7 separate regions of the Mus musculus genome follow, and all the other regions are linked to region 1. The links are chromatin contacts, called in public Hi-C, HiChIP or PLAC-seq and promoter capture Hi-C maps. All regions are on one chromosome and are shown on one strand. The core of a region is the stretch at or near the end of the contact, and the rest is flanking DNA. Distances in the headings are between cores, read along the strand shown. Region 1 holds the start of Abhd5 (abhydrolase domain containing 5). Region 2 has its middle 23 kb from the start of Pomgnt2. Region 3 has its middle 9.2 kb from the start of Gm51699. Region 4 holds the start of Gask1a (golgi associated kinase 1A). Region 5 holds the start of Ackr2 (atypical chemokine receptor 2). Region 6 has its middle 13 kb from the start of Mir138-1. Region 7 holds the start of Tcaim (T cell activation inhibitor, mitochondrial).

Region 1 (2,700 bases), core at 135-2,634:
CCAGCCATCATCAGAGCCATGTCACTCTCACCGTTGTGCTATGGATTCCTGAGCCTCACAGTATCAAGACCAAAAGGGCCCACAAGTTAGAATTCTCAGAGCCAGAAAAATGTCCTGACAAATTTAATAGAAACCCAAGCTACCAGGTCCTAGTTGTACCACATGACACTCTGTATTTCATGTCAATATAACTAGGAAGTTCAACAACAGACCAAAACAGTGGCTCCACTTGTTAATTATCACTTAAACAAAACTTGAAGAGTGTAGTTTCTAGCATTTCAAAAATATTCCTCCCCTAACATCTTTCCAAAATACTTACTTTCACATTACCATAATCTATTTACCCTATGGTTATCTTTCCCATACAAATGTCTCCAAATAGCTGAAGTACAACTGTCAAAATAATTTATAAAGGAGATGTATAGTCCCGTCCATATAAAACAAGTAGCCTTTTGAGAATCAGTGAAATAACTTTCATAGTAATTTAATTTTTCCACCAAGCATTGTTCTACTCACAAGGGCATGACATATCAAAAACAAAAAAGAATAACTTACTATGTCTATGAAGAAGTTGGGTGTGGTGGTTCACACATGTGATCTCAGCACTGGACGGCTGAGGCAAAAGGATTGGGTCTCTGCAGAGTTGAAAAGCTACCCTGGTCTACAGATTTCCAGGCCAGCAAGGGCTACATAGAGTGACTCCGGTTTCCAAAAAAAACAAAACAACAACAACAACAACTTAAGGGCTTCCTTCCTGTTAGGCATCTGCCCTTCAACTTTCACAAAGTTTGCCAGGGCTAGTGAAGCCAGACCGCCGGGTCACGGGAGCGCACGCACGGGGCAGCGGGAGGTGGGACGCAAGCGCCCCAGGCGCACCGGCGGCGATCGGCTGTCCCGCGAGGCTCCGAGTCCGACGCCTTCTCCCACCCTGGCGACGCACGGCTCCCGGCGCGGAGTTCTGAGCTCCGCCGCGCTCGGGATCACCGGGACGGCCGTCAACAGCAGCCGCTTTCCCTCCCCGCAGCCCCGCGGCCCTGACCGGGCCTGTCTGCCCCGACGGGTCGAGAGAGCGGGCGCCCGCGCCTTCCCTCGGCTGGCCGCCCGGGGTCGCCAGAGCGCACGAGACCCACGTCGTCCCCCCCTTCCCGGGTGATCCTCACCCTCCACCGGCGTCTGCCGAGTCCACCTCCTCCTCCGCCGCCATCGCTTTCATCACCGCCGCCGCGCAAGCGCAGGGACACACCTCGAAGCCGGCTGACAGGCCGACTGGGCGGCCCCGGGCCGCGGCCGCCCTTAAGACCGCACCGCCCGCGCATGCGTCGTCCGCCCGCTGGGACGATCCGAGGGCGCGGCCGCGCCACCGCAGGCTCGGCGTCCCAGCGGCCCGGCCTCGCAGACACGCATGCGCTGCCCGCCTGTCGCGCGGAGGCGGGGGCACTGGTAAGGAAGGTCAGCCCGACGCCGCGGGAGCCTAGGTAGTCATCCGTCGGAATAATGACCATTAATGCGTCATTCCGCCCGTGTGGACTGCCCTGGACGGGGCGCTAGGCAAGCCGTAGGTAGCCTGGAGTGAGACCCCAGCCAGAAATAGCCTGAGTGGCAGAAGTGCGCATCCTGTGGTGCTGGACCCTCCAGCCCTTACTTTCAGGTGGTGGCCTCTAGGAACTTGCACTCCACCCTGCCAGACTCTAGACTCCGGAAGGCTGAGAGCTTATGTGTGGGTACTAGAATTACACACACACCACCACCATCACCACCACCACCATCATCATCCCCACAGACCACAGAAGAGAGGGGCGAGGGAGGGAGAGAGGGAGAGCACTTCCTAGAATCCATTCTAAAATGATAGAGGGCTGAGGGCTCATAAAAATATTCTCATGAGCTCGATATGGTGGTCCACACCCTTCAAAAACACTTGGGAGTCAGAGGCAAACACATTTCTGTGAGTTGGATTAGCCTGATTAGCCAGCCAGAGCTACACAGTGAGACCCTGTCTTTAAAATAAATAAATTTAAAGGGGAGAGGGCTCGAGGGATGGCTCAGTGGTTAAGAGTGCATACTGTCCTATAGAAGAGAATGGGTTTGTTTCCAGCATCCATGTGGAGCCCCACAACTGCTTGTAATTCCAGTTCCAGGGGAGCAACACCCTCTTCTGGCCTCAGAGCACCTTAATGTATATGGTGCACATACAGGCAAGGAGGCACACCCTCGAGTGGGATTATTTTAATAATTTTTTTCCTGGTTAAGGGACGTGAGCAAATGCGTGAAAGTGATAAAGAGTAAAGCTCAGTACAGGCAAATGAAAGTCAGCAGCTAGCAAGTAAGTCCAAGACTGCGCTTTAAAAATAGAATTCAGAACTATGGCACTCACTGTGATTAAACAAATAGAGGCATCCTGGTGTTGCATAAGGGATGTTTCCCTTGGCTGGGGGCAGGTTCCTCCGGTCAGGAGAAAGTGTATGAACTAGCCTAGCTCTTTGTGCTTGTGACAAGCTGCCTACAGCTGGAGCTGTGTTGTGCAGGGGCCATCTATGCATTAGTTCCTAGGTTCAATTCCCATCCTGCCCTCTACCCCACACTCCAAAAAATGAAATTCTGAGAATATGTAATAGGTTCTCTTAGTTCAGCCACACCTGGGTGGTACTGATGCCCGGAACTACTCAGGAGCCTGATGTAAGCTAACTGAGTCTCAAATAATTC
Region 2 (2,700 bases), core at 112-2,611, 330 kb after region 1:
TCACTCACAGACACACTCATACTCACACACAAATACACACACTCACATTCACACTCTTATACACACTCATATACACATACACACATTCATTCACACACACACTCTTTCTCTCTCTCTCTCTTTCTTACACACACACAGACACACACACACACACACTCACATACAGAGGCATGGCACCTTTCTGCAAATCATGACTTTTTAGATCCCCAGATGATGTCAAAGCTTTTTCTTCATCATAAATTTTTGGCCAACCTTGTTTGTATCAATGTTTTCCCATGTAACTTTATAAATATTATTTCTAATAATGTTATTAGATTTTTATATTAAATTTTAATTTGTATGTGTTTTGCCCATGTGTATGTATGTGCGCTGCTGTCATGCCTGGTCCACGCACAGGTCAGGAGAGGACAATGGGTCCCCAGACCTTGAGTTGAGATGGTTATGAATCCCCATGGTGCTTTCTGACACTCGGAACCCAGTCAGGTTCCGCACCAACACAGATGTTGGCTCTCTGCTCTCAGCGTCTTCCTTCTATCGTGAGGGGCTTCCATCCACCTCTGTAACTCTGTTTAAAATAAAGGATATGCCAAAGTGTCTGCAAATGTGTTCTTATTTAAAACCAAGCAGAGATGACTTTGATGTGTTTGACGCTGACGGCTCAAAGTGAGCCTGCTTTGCTCTCTCTTTTGGTTGATGAGACAGATCCCCTTTCTCTTCCTCGCACTATACCGGCTCTTGCTGCAAGAAGGAATTCACACAAAACATCTCAACCTGGCTTTCTTCTGATACTCACGGAGGCATCGCAGGCTGACACTTGCCCTTCTCCTCTGTGATTCTAAGACCTGGGGTCAGTGAGTGACTGTGCATGGAGAAACACCTACAGATAGACTCGGGTGGGACCCATGGAGGTGTCATTTTAACAGTACAAAAGAGCCAAGGTTCTCTTCCTCAGTGCAGCCCTTCTCAGACCACACACAGCAGGAGAGCCAGATGCCGCACCTCTGCCAAGTCTCCACGCTGCTTGGCAAGGAGCGTGGCCAGCAGCCAATGGGGCAAGGGGCAGAGGGGAGAACATTCTGAGTCGGCTTTACAGAGTCACAGTTTCAACTTAGTCAAAAGTGGACTCTTTAATAATATAGAGCCTTTAAGCAGCCAAAGGCTTAAAGTCTAGCATAAAGCAGATTCTCACAGCTGGAAGGTAAATCCCCAGAAGACAGCCCTCACCATGGAAACGCTGACACAGCCTTCCAGTCCCTCTCGGGAATTAAACCCCTCATTTCAATGTTTTTCTTTATTTTGAGCTGGAATCACATACAAGTCTAGGAATGCAACTCGTTCTGATAGGAAACTAAATGCTGCCCCCTGTCAGGACCCAGAGGGAAGTGTCCTCTCACTACAATAGTGCACAGTCAGGTTTAGACAATCATGGACCCAGGAAAGAAAATCCTGCAAGGTTTTTCCCTGGGAAAAATGAAGAAGGGAAGGGAAAGGAAGGGAGAGGAGGGGGAGGGAGGGGAGGGAAAGAGAGGAGAAGGGGAAGGGGAAGAGAGAAAGGGAAGGGGAGGGGAGGGAAGAGAAAGGGGGAAGGAAGGGAGAGAAGGAAGGGGAGGAGAGGGAGAGAAAAAGAAGAAAAGGGAAGGGAAGGGAGGGGAGGGGAGGGGAGAGGAGAGAAGGAAAAGAAGAAGGGAACCGGAGGGGAAAAAAAGGAAGAAGAGGGGAGACATGATATTAAAAGAACAGCCACTGTGAGCAACTGGGGCTGAGTCCTTGGAGGAATTCTGGAAGCAGCGTAGGCTCCTTCCATAAAAACCCCACAAGAGGAGTTTCCAGAGTATGCTTTGCTGAGAAGCAGCCCAGAGAGTGAAACTCAGAACAGAGGTTAGAGGTTAGAGGTTAGAGGTTAGAGGTTAGAGGTTAGAGGTTAGAGGTTAGAGGTTAGAGGTTAGAGGGGAGGCTGGTAATGTCACCCAAAGGTCAGAGGACACAGCAACAGAAGGGCTCTGGGCAGGGAAGGGATCCAGCTGACTTTGCTGAGGTCGTCTTAAGCTCCTCTTGTCAAGCACCCAGCATCCCACAGCTCTTGCCTGGTATTGGTTCTTTCCCGACTTACCTTCGTGAATCTTAATACGCTGTTATTTGTGATGGAAGAGCATAGCATGTAAAAGAATCAGAAAGCTTATGTCCTAGTTTGCTTTCTGTGGCTGTTATAAAACACTGACCAAAATCAACTTGATTTTGGAAAGAAACTTGAAAAGGAGAGAAAAATGTTTATTCCATCTTACAATCCCAGCTAACGTGTCATCAGGAAGCCAGGCGCTCAGGGCAGGACCTGAAGCGGAGACCACAGGGGATGCTGTGTACTGACTTCCTCCATAAGCTCATGAAGATTTGAGCTCTCAGTGGCCTCCCCTAGCCCAAGGCTCTGAAATGGCCTATCACGACGATACCCCACTCTCTGATACCAATTTCTGTCCCAGTTTGCTTTTTGTTGCTGGGATAAAATATGGATAAAAAGTAAACAGGAGGGAAAAGGGTTTGTTTGCCTTACAGGTTATATCCAGTCCACCAGACCAGGGAAGAAATTGAAGCAGGGCCCATGGAGAAATGATTGCTTACTGGCTTGCTCTCTATGGATTTCTCGGCTGCTTTTCACACAGCCCAGACCTAACTGCATAGGGATGGCACTGCCCACTGTGCTGG
Region 3 (2,700 bases), core at 195-2,694, 380 kb before region 1:
CATACCTTGCTTTATAACCCCTGATCAACCTCTCAAGTGCTGTGATGAGAAGCATGAATGGCCACACTTGACTTCTTATTTTACAGCTTAATAATTACAACCTTTATTAACTTTTAGAGTCATAGCCTATCCTGTTTAGTATCTTGGCTCTTTCTTTCTGACCTTATTGAGGTTGTAGTTAATGCTGTTGGCTGCCTGCTTATTACACTTTAATACCTTGATTGTTCCCAAATTGTAGTTTTTAATACTGCAGCCATTTCCTCCCTTCTAAGTGGTAGTAAGGATCATAAACCCAAGGGAAGCCTCCCAAAGGACCTCATAAAGTAAACAGCAGGGAAGAGAGTGAGGAGACCCCTGAAACACAGATCCATCTCCAAACAATGCATAACTGCAATACACAAACACAAGAAATATGAAAATGCAGGCAGTGCGACTCATCCAAAGCACATGGCTTCTCAGTGAGATGCCGAAATCCCAAAAAAGTGTTACTTTATTCAAATAAATAAGCAGGCGAGAAGTCGACATGAAACCTGAATAAGAAAGCCAGCAATGTGGCTAAGAAATTCAGCAGAGTAATCGAGACTAGGAGTGAAAACTCAGAAATACTGGAAATGAAAACTCAGCAAAGCATACTTCAATGCGCGCACATATGTGCATCTACACACAATCGTTGGCTCTTGTTATGTTGATCCACCAACTGGGGACCAAGCATTCAAACATATGAGCCTATGGGACCCACAAAACACAGTGGGGAGGCTCTGTCTGCAGCAGTCTATAGGAGCTCGGCACTGTCACAGGGAAGAGACTCTGTGGACACGTAGGCCATCTGAGTGTGGGGTAGCTGGGAGGATGCGAGGGGGAAGCTTGAGGGTTTGGCTTCATTCTCTTCCCAGCATTGCCTTGGGAAAGACTGCTGTTCCCTGGTGGCATGAAGAACATTCATGCTCTTTAGAAGCCCAGGTAACTCAGGGATACAGACAGACAGACCAAAGGAACCCTGCTGGCATTAGGTGTTGAAGAAAGACAGGCATTTTGCCCCTCCTGCTCTGTACAAGGAGTAGGAACAGTATACACTTCTCCAGGTTGTGACCAGGAATGTAAGGAGGGTCCTGTGGTGGAGACAGAAGGCAGTTATGGTGGAGGCTGCAGTGGAGACATAGAAGGCAGTTATGGTGGAGGCTGCAGTGGAGACATAGAAGGCAGTTATGGTGGAGGCTGCAGTGGAGACATAGACGGCAGTTATGGTGGAGGCTGTGATTCACCAGGATGGAGATGAGATACCTGCTGCTCACTCTCCTCAGGCCCAACATCTAGACGTGGAGAGTGCCTTTTCATGAGACCCGAAATGAGACAGCACAAGTCCCCTGAATGAGTTAACGAGAGGACCCAGAATCCTCAAGCCTTCCTTCTGTGTTGTGAGTTTTCCTTTGTAGCCACTAGATGGCAGTGTGCCAAAGGCTATTCCTTATGCCAAAGGCTGTTAACAGTCATGGACTGCTCCTAAATTTTACCTTGTTCTAAGACGTAAAATTATGCCCAGGATTTCTATGTATGAGCTGGGAACCTGCCCCATACGCTCTCAACATGCACACGCGTTGCCACAGCACAACCAGAAGCCGAATGCGCCTAGATCTGGTTAAATGGCACTTCTTGTCCTACTTGGCTTTGCTCCCTTCGGCCATTTTACAATTGTAGAGCATCAGGCAGCAGGGTGACTGTGTCCTTGGCTTGCTTTATAGCCATGGTCAAGAGTTTCATACTAAAGTTCCCAATGCCCACAGATCCCCCAGCATCTAAATCATGAGGAACTCTGCTGTGAAGTTCACAAGTGTGTGCCGAGTGTGTTGAGGGGCTAAGAATTTAGGCCCCTTCACATCAGGGCCATCTCTCTGTTGTCTTACAGAGATCCTGCTTGGGTACTCCTCACTGTCAGGAGTGGTGTTCAGACACCTCCTAAGATGTAGCTAAACGATAAAAACACAGTTTGCTTCACCAGGAGCTGGCCTGTTTGATGCCCTATATGAACAGAGCCCATGCTTAGCTACAGTTACCTTCCTGTTTCTGTTACCATGGCAAACCCTCAAGTAGGAAACTCTAGAAATGAACAATTCACAAATTTTAAATAACTCTGATTGCAGACTGTGGTAATTATCGTGTTTTATAACTAATAGTTATGGTTAATCTCTTACCATGACTAATTTGGAAATTAAGCTGTATCATAGGTGTGTAGGTGTGGGGGAAACCCAGAGTATTCAGGATATGGTACTATTGAGGCTTTCAGATATCTGCCAGGCATATTGGAAGACCCCCCCCCCACACACACACACATTAATAATGCTGGCTGTTGTTCTACGATGAGACCAGAAGCAATTTCATAAGTTTCTCTTTAATCAGTGGCACAGCGCTGATGGCTGTCACCATTATCAGCACGGATGTAGATTTGTTTTGTGACATCCTTTCTAGTGGTTAGACACCAACTTGAAGCTCTCAGAAAGCCTCATATAAAGTCATACATAATTCACACACTAAATGGTGGATCTGGAACTCTGCCTCTTGTCTTCCTGGCTGGAATTTAAAACATAAAAGGATCATTTAGTGCTTGGGCCCTCTTCCTTCTGGAATGTGCTTGACAGAATTCCGGTAAGTGTGAACCATTCCACTAAATCTTTGTTCAAGACTCAAAGACTCACTTTCAGACCA
Region 4 (2,700 bases), core at 34-2,533, 400 kb after region 1:
TTTTTGAATGGGAGACTTGTTCCTAAACCAGGATTCCAGCAGCACCTCAGCTCGTACCCTGCACCTCCAGCCATGCCTCCTCTCAGACACAAGAGTTCCTACTCATGTGGAGCTTTGCAGGAAACTTGTAAGGTTGTAGAGATGCCAGGAGCAAATCCAGGCCTCAGGACCGAGCCCCAGCCCTCACTGGTCAGGGCCCCCACAGTGGCACAACTGCTCCCATGTTGACCTACTTCCTGCAAAGGTCGGCTGAGTTCCTGGGCCATAGGTCAACTTCCCATGAAACACCTCTGGGGAGTTCCCATCTGCAACCCCACCCCGAAACCTGGAGAGAAAGGGACCCCTTAGGGAGTCACAGAGCAGGCAATGGCACTCCAACACACTCCACACACCCTGGTACCTGGGCTGCAGGTTTTCTGTCAGCGGCAAGAGCACATCAATGTGCCCTAAGGTTTATATCAGTACCTCAGCTAACGCCACAAGGGCAGGTTTTCACATTCTTGTTTTCCTCTCTTAGTGTCTGTGAGGTTGGAAAAGAATCAAGTCCACAGGTCCTAGACTTTATCAGTGACTCCTCAGGCATCCCCATGACCACTCTGTCCAGCAGGCAGAGGCGGTGGGGCAGTAAGACTTTAACTCAAAGGTGATACAAGGCATTTTTTTTAAAGCATCAATACACCACTTAGCCATAAGAACACCATGAAATTTACACATCTTTGAGAAGGAAGGAGGTGACTTGAAAGGGTTAGGGTTAGGGTCCTCGCCCATCGTCTGCCTTGGGTGCTCAAAGGAGTCCTTTACACTCCTACAGGCATTTTGTCTAGATAACTCTTCATCTACACGTGAGGGGTCCTTGAGGAAGACTCTCCAGTCCAGGGCACAAATGAAAGTCACTGTGACCCCATGAAAAAGCTTGAGGTATAACTGTGGCCTGGGATGCCACCTGTGCAACTCATGCGAGGCTTCAAGGCTGCCTGCCCTGGCACCCACCTGTACCCACCGCCCTGTTCAGCAGCTCCTACCATGTCCCCACGGTACTGCAGCAGGTTCCTGGGCTCAGCCTACTGGCAGACTCATCCCTGGAGCCCAGACTTTCCAGGCAGGGTTGGGATTAGGTCCACACCTTTCCCCGCCACCAGATTGCAGGGCAGGACACAACACAGGATGCTCCGCATGTGAGTCTACGTGTGAGTCTGCAGAGTCCTGTGGCACACAAGCCTCCTCCAGCCGCTGGGGACCTTTCCAGAGTTTGCACAGCCCCAGCCTAGCAGCGCAGCCCAGCCTCCCCAGTCCCCAGAAAGCACAGAAGGGGGAGGCCCCTTTCATAATAAAAGCCCTACCCACTTCTGGCCAACAGAAGCTGCCTGGAGTGAGGTCTCTGGTGCTAGGAAGGAAAGAGTCTCACTCCCGCCCCCTCCCCCCCACACACACACACTCACCATTCCCCCACCCGTACCCCCACTGGGTTCAGCGCCTGGGCTGGGCTCAGAGGAGCCCCAATCGCGCCTCTAAGGTGTTTGGGTGCAACTCATGGGGCCGCCCGGACGATGATTCCCTATACTGGCCCTCTCCTCTGCAAAACCTCAGGAAGACCAGTCTGCCACTGGCACCTCTCCAGTTTCTTTGGGCACAGTGCCCAAGGGCGGTTTGGGAGGCAAATATCCATTAACCACTGAAGGTCATTAACAATAGCAGAACCTCATTCAGGGGCCAGAGTAAGGAATCAATACTCGATACTGCTCTGGCTGTAGATAGTTTTTTTGTGTCTGCACTGGGCTTGCTATCTGTGGTGCAGGATCCTGCTGGCCTCACTGCTAACAGCTGGTGGCTGCCAAGGAGAACCTAGACTTCTGAAAAGACTGCTCCTAAGAAGTCTCATACTTGGAACTTAGAATTCTTTTTTTTTTCAATTTTTATTAGGTATTTTCTTCATTTACATTTCAAATGCTGTCCTGAAAGTCCCCTATACCCCGCCCACCCGCCCACCCACCCCCACCCCACCCCCTCTCTCCTACCCACCCACTCCTACTTCTTGGCCCTGGTGTTGCCCTGTACTGGGGCATATAAAGTTTGCAAGACCAAGGGGCCTCTCTTCCCAATGATGGCCGACCAGGCCATCTTCTGCTACATATGCAGCTAGAGACACGAGCTCTGGGGGTACTGGTTAGTCCATATTGTTGTTCCACCTATAGGGTTGCAGACCCTTTAGCTCCTGGGGTATTCTCTAGCTCCTCCATTGGGGGCCCCGTGTTCCATCCAGTAGCTGACTGTGAGCATCCACTTCTGTGTTTGTCAGGCACCTGCATAGCCTCACAAGAGACAGCTATATCAGGGTCCTTTCAGCAAAATCTTGCTGACATATGCAATGGTGTCTACGTTTGGAGGCTGATTATGGGATGGATCCCCAGGTGCGGCAGTCTCTAGATGGTCAAGTTTGGAGCTAAGATGAAAGGATGGAACTTAGAATTCTTATAGGGAGGTAGACAATGGTTGGAGGTTAGGGCAGAGTGGACAGTAGGACAGAAGCTTGGAACCAAACTGAAAATAACCTCCCGGGATTTAAACTTTTAGGGTCACCACTAGAGAAGATGAGCCACCCTCAGGCTCCCCAAGAGTCACCTTCCCCAGATGGATCAACAACTATCAGATTATTGCTGATAGGGGTCACAGGAGCACTGCAGAATGCTGTGCCAAAAGCAG
Region 5 (2,700 bases), core at 146-2,645, 450 kb after region 1:
AAAAGCCTAAAAAAAATGACACCGAGGTTGACCTCTGACCTCCACAAGCACACGCATACACAAATAAATAAAAGTAAAATGTCCAGTGTAGAATGTACTATATAGACACAAGAAAAGTTGGAGATGATGCTAAGTCCATAGTCCTCTCTGTTCGTGCCCAGAGCCCCGTCTGCAGCCACAGTTGGTCCTCAGCGTGATAGGACCTCTCCACCCACCCACACTCCCTGAGTCTGAATTCCTCAGGGGTTCCTGGCTTCATTGAAATGCCTGGTGCTGATAACCTCCCAGGGAGCAGCCATGATCCCAGCACAACCCTCCACATGGGAGAGCAGGCACTCGCAGGGTTTCCAGCCTCTTCCCTGTTTTTGTTTGTTTGTTTGCTTTGTTTTGTTTTGTTTTTTAAACCTCCTCCTTGCCATTTTCCTGAGTTTAAAACGAATCACCTTTATCATCCCTAGAGATAGAAAACGACTAAAGCACTTTCCCAGATGGCTACCCACTCCTCTGAGCCATAGGTTTCTCACCTGGAAAAGACCTTGCCTGGGACTGCTGAGCCATACAAGCCTCTCACCTTCTGTTCAAACCTAAGCTTCATGTCAGGACCCCAAAGATGAACTGGGGAGTGAGTCACTGGACCCCTTTACTCTGCCCCTTCCAGTGTAGCCACATTTGAATAAATCTATCTCTGCTTTTTACTCCTGCCTTCCTACCTGCCATACCGGGAAATGGAGTCTGAGCCTGGCTTAGTAGGACTGTCAAAACCCAGTTTTTTTGCCTCTAATTCCAGCAAGAAGACAGAGTGAGCTGGGCTGTGGTGGCACACGCCTTTAATCCTAGCACTTGGGAGGCAGAGGCAGGCAGATTTCGGAGTTTGAGGACAGCCTGGTCTACAAAGTAAGTTCCAAAACAGCTAGGGTTATTCAGAGAAACCCTTTCTCAAAAAACCAAAAAATAAAAAAGAAAGAAAGAAAGAAAAGAAGGAGGAGGAGGAGGAGGAGGAGAAGGAGAAGGAGAAGGCAACGACGATGACGACGATGATGACAGAGTGAATCGCAGCCCTGGGTGAGAGGCCATGGACCCTATCTGACCCTTGGAATTCACAATGCAGGGTCCCAAAGAAGGGGAGGGGGCTCTCCCTGGAGAGGAAATCGCTCCATGCCTCCCTCTCCCAGTACCCAGGTCCTGGGTACCGGGACCACTGTAGACGCCGAGCAGCACCACCCTCCCCAAGGGCTGCCAGACCTACCAGAGCCAGACTGTTTGCCCCAGGACATCCGCCGGAGTCTGAGAGGGCCCAGTGGCTGTTGTCTCTTCTTCAGGGACGTGCAGAGTGAGCAGGAGTCTCAGGACACACATCCTGGTTTCCTGGGGTTGGGGAAGTCGCTCTTCCCTGGTAAGTCCTCCCATCCGCTGCACTGAGCCAAGCTCTAATGACTCCCACCCCAGGAAGGAGTGCCCCAAGAGCAGTCCAATAACCCTGGAAAGCACAGTCCTCTATGTCCCAGCAGTGAGCCAAGCAAGCTAACTCAACCTTGCAGCTTTCTGGACACCTAGCTGATCTTCTGCACTCTACCCAGCATTCACCTTTGTCTGTCTAGGCCCCCTCAGTGGGATTCCCCACTGTGCTGTGTCTGTGCACACGGGTCAGCAAAGTGGCAGCCTCGTCTCCCAGGCTCCCTGCCCTATCCTTCCTCTCCCTTCTTCCACCATCTCAAGGTGGCTCTGCCAGCTGTTTTGTTATCTGCTCCCTCAACCAACTGGGGAACTCGCCTGCAATGAATGAATGCATGCATGCATGCATGCATGGATGGATGGATGGATGGATGGATGGATGGACCAGTGTGGGTGGGTGTGCAATATGCTGCTGGCTGTACACTCAGCAGTCTTCGGCTGACTCCTCTCTCCTGTGGTCCAGGCCACCAAGCCATGTGTCAGTGCTCTGTTTGGCAAATGCTTTGCCTTCAAAGGAGCCATAATACCTGGTAGTGCCAGAATGACTGCCCTGCTGATCACTTGGAGCTTGCCATGCACCAAGCCCACACTCCACAGTTAACACCTTAGAAGTGACTGATGTCTTCGTTGGTTGGTTGATTGGTTGGTTGGTTGGTTGGTTGGTTGGTTGGTTGGTTAATCGTCCAGACAGTCTCACATAGCCAAAGCTGTCCTCCTGCTTCCAACTCATTAATACTGGGCATATGTGTGTGCCACCACACCATATTTATGTTCTTTTATAGAAAGAATATCACTTTGTAGTCCAGTGACCTCAGACTTGGTATGTAGCTCAGGCTGCCATTTGAATTTACCATCCACCTGCCCCTGAGGTTACAGGCCCATGTCAGCACTGGGCTTAGGGCGGCTTTGGTCCTTCAGACAAGAGAAGTGAACATGAACTTAGATATTTGTCTTTCTCTTGAGTCCACAGACTATCAGACTGGAGGGCAAGACCTGATGGGTTTTCTCTCAGACAGAGGAGGACCAGACCTTTCATGACGCTAAACACCAGTTATCAGAGAATAAGGCTCAGGGAGTGTTCCACAAGAGCCCAGAGCCTGCTTCCCTCCCAGGGATCAGCTAAAGTTCTAGGGCCTCACCCACCCCTCTCTTTGCTTATTTTAAACCTAATTTTAGAAGCAGCATCCATATATAGAAGTCAGCTAGCTTTCGCAAATGCTGGTGTCGCATAAACACAGCAAGAGAGCT
Region 6 (2,700 bases), core at 99-2,598, 340 kb before region 1:
GCCATGAGCTGATGCTCTCTTCTAGGCGCAGATCTGGAAGACAGAGGCAGGAGGATCCCTCCCCTGGGGCTTGCTAGTCTCACCCCATTTTTGAACTCTAGGTTTAGTGAGAGATCCTGTCTTTGAAATCAAGGTGGATACCAAAGCATGAGGGAGAAGGGATGGCTTGCCAGTGATCTGCCACTAGCTATCCTGAAGATAGCAATGGTGTATGCTCCTTGTCCTCTACAGTTAGAGACAAGCAGCTACATCTTAGTGCAGATTTGTCTAGGGCATACTTCTGGTTTTTATAGCTAAGGGAAGTTGGATTGCAGGAGCCGTGTAGGTGCTCTCCAGAGTGGCAGAGGGAAGGTCAACCATCAGGGGCTGGAGTGAACCTGAGGGGTGAAGGGAAGAGGCAGCTGACCACATCATCTTGCCCAAGGCCTTACCTGGCTCTCACAACCTCTGTTTTGTGTTATTGGGGCTTTTTATTAGAGAAACTGTTCTCAAGGATGAAACAACTTCTCCTTCTCCTTCTCCTTCTCCTTCTCCTTCTCCTTCTCCTTCTCCTCCTCCTCCTCCTTCTCCTCCTCCTCCTCCTCCTCCTCCTCCTCCTCCTCCTCCTCCTCCTCTTCTTTTTACCACAAGGTCTCACTAATACAGCCCTGGCTGGTCTAGAACTCACAGAGGTGCGCCTGCCTGTCTCTTGAGTTGCAGGGATTCTTACTGTTAAACACATCCTTATGTGGTAAAAGGATTTGTCACAGCAGCATTTGTTGTCCAATAGAATCCCAAAGCAGAGGCTTTCAGAGAGTAGTGTCTAACAAGCTTATAAATGCACCAGATATGCCCTCTGTTAAAATCTATGGCCAAGGATTATCCTGAGCAAGGCGTGTTGAATAGTTGGTATCTGGAGTAAAGAGTCCACTGTGCCGATAACTTCTTGTGCCTTCCTGGTTCCTCCACCGTATGTGATATTGACTCCCTACAGGGTGTGGGGAGATGAGTGGGGCTGTGAAGAGGACCTCCAGGCCACTCTACTACCTTTTGTCCATTAGAGTCTTGACAAATGGCTGAATTCCCCCAAGGAAGAAACATTCAGGGAGCAGCTGCAGTTTGCAAGCCACCTGGACAGAGCATGGACTTTCCCCACACATCTCTGAACCTTCAGACTGACTGCAAAGTGAGACACAGGGAGAGACATGCTTAAGTGCTGAAGGCCAGCTCAGACAAATGGTCTTAGTGGCCCTCTCACACCAGGAATTGCCTGTTTGCTGTTTGAGTCCCAGGGTGGCCCCTGCTCACCAGGGCTTCTCTCACTCCCTCCCTGAGGGTATTTTCTGTGTGATTTAGAATAAAGATTGGGCTATGTAGAGGTTACCATGGCAACTGGTGGTTTAAATAAAAATAGTGCTACACCCCCGTAGCCTGTCAGTGTGAAAAGTGCCTATCAGCAGGAAGGGCTGGGGTATCTTATTTCTTCAGCTCCCAGCATCCACCTCAGGCCTAGGGGGCAGGACTGGCTGCTTTGACAGACACCTGGCTCTGGGGTCCCTGCCAGTGCAGGAGGAGGTTGGTTAGTAAGGTCATTTTATAAGAGTGATCATGTGGACAAACAGAGGGTAATCTTGCCAAAACCGGGTTGCTGAGGTGTCTGTCCCCTGGGGCAAGAGAGCAACAATCCTCAACTGTCATTAAATGGTGCTCCTCTCTGAAGCATTAATTCTGCAGTCCCGCTTGATTTCTCAAACAATCAAGGCAAAAACTGAAAACACACAAAGCCCTTGGGCAGAGAGCCAGGGGTTAGAGCTATGGCTGTAGAGGTGAGTAGCTACTTAAGCAGATGCAGGCCTGGGAGGACATTGCTTGCTGGGGGCCTCCCTGCCTAGCTGTAACTCAGTGGTCTCCCCACAGACCTCTGTTGTGAAATGAGGAGCTTAACCTGAAAATGTGGATGAACCTGAAACAACCTTTAAGGGACCGGTCATCCCATTTCCCCAAGGAGCTGTTGGTGTCCTCAGGTCAGCTGCCCTCCGTCACAGCGACTGGGCAAGGGTTGCATTAGAGGTGTTTTCTGGTTTGGGGAGGTAAAAGGGCCAGAGACAGCTCAGGACATATCAAGACGAAGTTCTCAGCACAAAGAAGATTTGCCCCAGAGGGGCAAAAGACTGCCTCTGGGTAGAGGAGGAGACAGATGTGGCCAGTAGACAAATGGCAGTTTATAAAGGGAAAGGAGACACTCCAAGTTAGGATGAGTTGGTTTGTTTTGATTGGGCAGATCAATTACATGAGGCAAAAGGGCTTTTGATTGCTGGACTTCAATACTTTGATAGCTGGACCTTGGTAGTCAGCCCAAGGAAGGGAAAGTGGCCAAATAAGGAAATAGACCTTGGGGGCTAGCTTTAGGAATCTAATCTAACAGTTTTTAGCAAGGAGGGAGGAATGAGGAAGTGTAAGACCTGTCAGAGTCATGTTTGCCATGCTCAAGACTACTAGAGCCCTTCAGTAGGCCTAGACCTTTAAAGCTGGGCGTGGTGGTACTCATATGCAATGTTGTTACTCGTGAGGCCAAGACAGGTGAACTTGTTCAATATAAAATGAACAAAAAACTAATATAAAAGGCACCATAATGCACAATTCCAACTACACAGCCCTTCTGAGAAAGGACAACCAAGGTATCAAAAAGAGTATTTGCCAGATGTGTGTGCATGTATGACT
Region 7 (2,700 bases), core at 134-2,633, 450 kb before region 1:
CTCTGTGTAACACCCCTAGCTGTCCTGGACCTCATTCTGTAGACCATGCTGGCCTTGAACTCACAGAGATCCAACTGTCTCTGCCTCCTGTTGCCTCCCATTGCTGGGATTAATGACACTCCACCATCGCCTGGCTAGATAACAAATTCTTTAGCTTTCCTTTTGTATCTTGCTGGAGAGTTAAATCATAACTACAAACTCTACAGTTTCAAGAAGGATTCAGGCACTTCTGGCCCAGCCTGACCTAATATATACAGGCACTGGTGCTACTCCAAGGTCCAATTACACCCACTGAACCCTAAGATCTGGCACAAGAGAAAAAATTACGACAAAAACTCTTCGGACCTGCTGTTGCCCCCTCAAACCATTTTCATCTTATAGGTTAGTGTAGGGCATGTCTTCTGGGCCTTTCCATTATGAGGGATCAGGTTTTTCAGAGAGTACCCACTCTAGCACTGCAATTTCCCTGAGCTTAAAACTCCTTCATCAACACTAAGCCAAGGGATGGCAGGCATCTCCAGTTCCTTTTCAGTAGGCCATCTGTAGACAAATCTAACCAACCAACCAGCCAACCAAACTTTGACACCTTTTTAAAACTATATGAACTCCACATTAAATCTGGAATCTCCAATCGGTGGTCTCAAACTGATAAAATTCAGCCTGATCCTGTTTCCTTTTACCATTATCCTACAATCTTAAACCCATTCGCACACACACATTCCACAGATGTCTTGAATGAATTAGCACACTCCTTAAGCTCTTTAGTGGTGAAGTGCACTTGAGTAATCTACGCCTCAGACTCCCCTCTGAGAGTCTACTTAGCCATAAGTTTGATTACAGGTCTAGAGGTGAATGGACAGGTCCGCAACTTGGGGTGCAGCTCCTCCCAGGGCCCCACCAGCCTCAAGGCTCTCCCAGCAGCAGCCTAAACCCAGCTCCCATCTGACAGCCTCGCCTACGCCTCAGCACGCACAGGCCAAGGCCTGTGTGGCAAGTGTGGAGTCCCTGGGCAACTTTCGCTCTGCAGGGAGCTCCTGACAGGTCTGGCCCACTGTCTCAGAGGCCTGGGTTCGTGCTTGGACGCCCCGACACTTGGAGCCGGCAGGCCGCACGAACCATGCTCATTGGCTAAGGCGGACCGACCTTCCTCCTAGAACGCCTGCGCAAGGCCGGCAAGCGGCTCCCAGCCAGGACGTCGGCTCTCAGCGGCCTCCCACCCCGCTTCAAAGCGGTGTCCTTACCCCGCTATCTGCGGGTTTCCGAAGGCAGCTTCGGGAGACACAAGCCGGTTCTTCCGGCCGACTAGGTCTGAGGGAGAAAGATGATTGGCAGGCAGGTGGGAGGACGATAAGCAAAGGTAAAGGAGTAGCGGGAGGCAGGGGCGGGGCCAAAGCGCGCACGCGCAGCCCCTGGTGGGGAGGGGGGAAGGGGCGGAGCTATGCAAGGCGCTCTGGTGACGCAGTTCTTGCTGAGCAGCCGTTGGTAGTCTTGGTAGGCTTCCCAGATGCAGCTGAGTGTGAAAGATCCGGTTCCTCTGGCTTACATTTCCCACTTGACTTTTCCTCAATCTAATCTATTTGAGATAGTTTAATTATTTGGGACAGTGGCTCACACTGTAACCCACGCTGGCCTTGAACTTGCGGCAATTCTCCTGCTTCAGCCTCCTACGTGCTTTGATTACAGGCATGACACATCGCGACTCCTTACTAGGCTGTTTTTAAACGTTCAGTGTACTCAGCATGGGCTTTTTACTGCTTTATTGGACGTCTGTAACTGATCTCCAGACCTGCAAATGATGGAATATAAACTGCTTTTCGCTTTGCTACCTCTTGGCTTGGTCAACCAGCAAGAAGCCATCCCACCCCTTCTCTCAGATCTTCATTCTCCTGAAGACGACCTTGCGGCCCACATCGTGTCCTTTGTCTGCAGGAGCATAGTTTACAATTGCCCACCTGTCTCTGAGGCAGTGTGTGCGCCACATGTCACGCAAGCTTAAGAGTGCTGGGACTCAATTTTCCTGCCCTTGTGAGACTGTAGATTTAAGGACACTGCCTCTACCCATTTTGAGAACTCCTTTAAATACTTGTCCCATTTATTACCCTATTTAGGGCTTTTCCCCTCTAGACGACTTGAATTTGTGGCGTACAGTACTATTTAGAGTGAGGACTATGTTAAAGAGAATAGGCTACAGATACTGAAGGTGGTTTCTGAAGGAGTTTTTGTTTTTTGTTTTGAGACGGGATTTCTCCGTGTAGTCCTGTAGACAAGGCTGGCCTTGAAGAGAGATCTGCTGGCCTCTGCCTCCTGAGTGCTGGGATCAAAGGCATGGGCCACCACCACCTGACAACTTCTGAAGTTTTAACTTCTTAGTGTTTTGGGACAATCCTTGTTAGATATTTATATTTTGGCACATTTGTTTAAAATATTTTCATTAGCAATGTCCTTAGTCACATATTATCATAAAGCATACAGTACTGTGCTGCCAGGTCGACCAACAGATGAAAGTGTTTGCTATCAGACCCTCCAGCCTGACCACTGTGGTTTGATTACCGTAACTAGATGGAGGTGGAAGGAAAGAACAGATTCCAAAAACGCTGTCCTGCAAAAATCCACATGGATGTGTGCTCCTCCCACAACGTACACGTAATAGTCATATGAGACCCACTGAAAGGGAGCTGTTAGGAGGGTAACTTAGACATT

What was found. Promoter capture Hi-C pulls out the DNA fragments that hold promoters and counts their contacts. Hi-C and Micro-C count contacts between places; a contact is called where the count stands out from the background. HiChIP or PLAC-seq counts read pairs in DNA pulled down with a chosen protein or histone mark.
Region 2: a promoter capture Hi-C map of 3T3-L1-derived adipocytes shows a contact between it and region 1, with 4 times the contacts expected there. The contact joins the enhancer-like site here to the promoter of Abhd5 in region 1. A contact is called at or near these places in 9 of 39 promoter capture datasets (the 3T3-L1 cell line, 3T3-L1-derived adipocytes, the C10 cell line and 5 more), 1 of 484 Hi-C or Micro-C datasets (muscle stem cells) and 5 of 115 datasets of contacts at active chromatin or transcription factors (astrocytes, bone marrow-derived macrophages, embryonic forebrain and 2 more).
Region 3: an H3K4me3 HiChIP or PLAC-seq map of forebrain shows a contact between it and region 1, with 6 times the contacts expected there. The contact joins the enhancer-like site here to the promoter of Abhd5 in region 1. A contact is called at or near these places in 10 of 39 promoter capture datasets (the 3T3-L1 cell line, 3T3-L1-derived adipocytes, the C10 cell line and 6 more), 1 of 15 datasets of contacts at CTCF or cohesin (the NIH/3T3 cell line), 4 of 484 Hi-C or Micro-C datasets (3T3-L1-derived adipocytes, the N1E-115 cell line and cortical neurons), 14 of 115 datasets of contacts at active chromatin or transcription factors (the NIH/3T3 cell line, SST interneurons, acute myeloid leukemia and 10 more) and 1 of 9 other capture datasets (adipose tissue).
Region 4: a FOXA1 HiChIP or PLAC-seq map of pancreatic cancer cells shows a contact between it and region 1. The contact joins the promoter of Gask1a here to the promoter of Abhd5 in region 1. A contact is called at or near these places in 3 of 39 promoter capture datasets (the 3T3-L1 cell line, hippocampal neurons and liver) and 2 of 115 datasets of contacts at active chromatin or transcription factors (VIP interneurons and pancreatic cancer cells).
Region 5: a contact with region 1 is called in a promoter capture Hi-C map of liver, with 3 times the contacts expected there. The contact joins the promoter of Ackr2 here to the promoter of Abhd5 in region 1. A contact is called at or near these places in 6 of 39 promoter capture datasets (the C10 cell line, embryonic stem cells, hippocampal neurons and 2 more).
Region 6: a contact with region 1 is called in a Hi-C map of cerebral cortex, with 2.8 times the contacts expected there. The contact joins the enhancer-like site here to the promoter of Abhd5 in region 1. A contact is called at or near these places in 8 of 39 promoter capture datasets (3T3-L1-derived adipocytes, the C10 cell line, cranial neural crest and 5 more), 1 of 15 datasets of contacts at CTCF or cohesin (the NIH/3T3 cell line), 3 of 484 Hi-C or Micro-C datasets (the N1E-115 cell line, cerebral cortex and nephron progenitors) and 8 of 115 datasets of contacts at active chromatin or transcription factors (the NIH/3T3 cell line, bone marrow-derived macrophages, craniofacial prominence and 5 more).
Region 7: a contact with region 1 is called in an RNA polymerase II HiChIP or PLAC-seq map of embryonic stem cells, with 10 read pairs. The contact joins the promoter of Tcaim here to the promoter of Abhd5 in region 1. A contact is called at or near these places in 6 of 39 promoter capture datasets (cranial neural crest, frontonasal cranial neural crest, hippocampal neurons and 3 more), 1 of 484 Hi-C or Micro-C datasets (muscle stem cells) and 3 of 115 datasets of contacts at active chromatin or transcription factors (bone marrow-derived macrophages, effector CD8 T cells and embryonic stem cells).

What each region holds. Positions count from the first base shown.
Region 1 is chr9:122,350,300-122,352,999 of GRCm38.p6, reverse strand. Abhd5 (abhydrolase domain containing 5) reads right to left here and starts at 1,384. Exons shown (of 7, transcript NM_026179.2): 1 at 1,161-1,384. The coding sequence starts at 1,213.
Region 2 is chr9:122,017,537-122,020,236 of GRCm38.p6, reverse strand. No RefSeq gene overlaps it. Among named protein-coding and RNA genes, the nearest start is that of Pomgnt2, 23 kb to the right of the region's middle. Within about 2 kb of position 1,361, at least 82 of the 459 cell types and tissues checked have an H3K27ac peak or open chromatin away from gene starts, as enhancers often do. A contact at or near this core is called in 3T3-L1-derived adipocytes and astrocytes, where this site is marked.
Region 3 is chr9:122,728,490-122,731,189 of GRCm38.p6, reverse strand. No RefSeq gene overlaps it. Among named protein-coding and RNA genes, the nearest start is that of Gm51699, 9.2 kb to the left of the region's middle. Within about 2 kb of position 1,444, at least 10 of the 459 cell types and tissues checked have an H3K27ac peak or open chromatin away from gene starts, as enhancers often do. A contact at or near this core is called in the N1E-115 cell line, cortical neurons and forebrain, where this site is marked.
Region 4 is chr9:121,949,571-121,952,270 of GRCm38.p6, reverse strand. Gask1a (golgi associated kinase 1A) reads right to left here and starts at 1,283. Exons shown (of 5, transcript NM_177743.5): 1 at 1,124-1,283.
Region 5 is chr9:121,897,050-121,899,749 of GRCm38.p6, reverse strand. Ackr2 (atypical chemokine receptor 2) reads right to left here and starts at 1,395. Exons shown (of 4, transcript NM_001276719.1): 1 at 1,247-1,395.
Region 6 is chr9:122,694,614-122,697,313 of GRCm38.p6, reverse strand. No RefSeq gene overlaps it. Among named protein-coding and RNA genes, the nearest start is that of Mir138-1, 13 kb to the right of the region's middle. Within about 2 kb of position 1,348, at least 29 of the 459 cell types and tissues checked have an H3K27ac peak or open chromatin away from gene starts, as enhancers often do. A contact at or near this core is called in cerebral cortex, forebrain and hippocampal neurons, where this site is marked.
Region 7 is chr9:122,804,230-122,806,929 of GRCm38.p6, reverse strand. It overlaps Tcaim (T cell activation inhibitor, mitochondrial), which reads right to left and starts at 1,383. Exons shown (of 11, transcript NM_001013405.2): 1 at 1,242-1,383.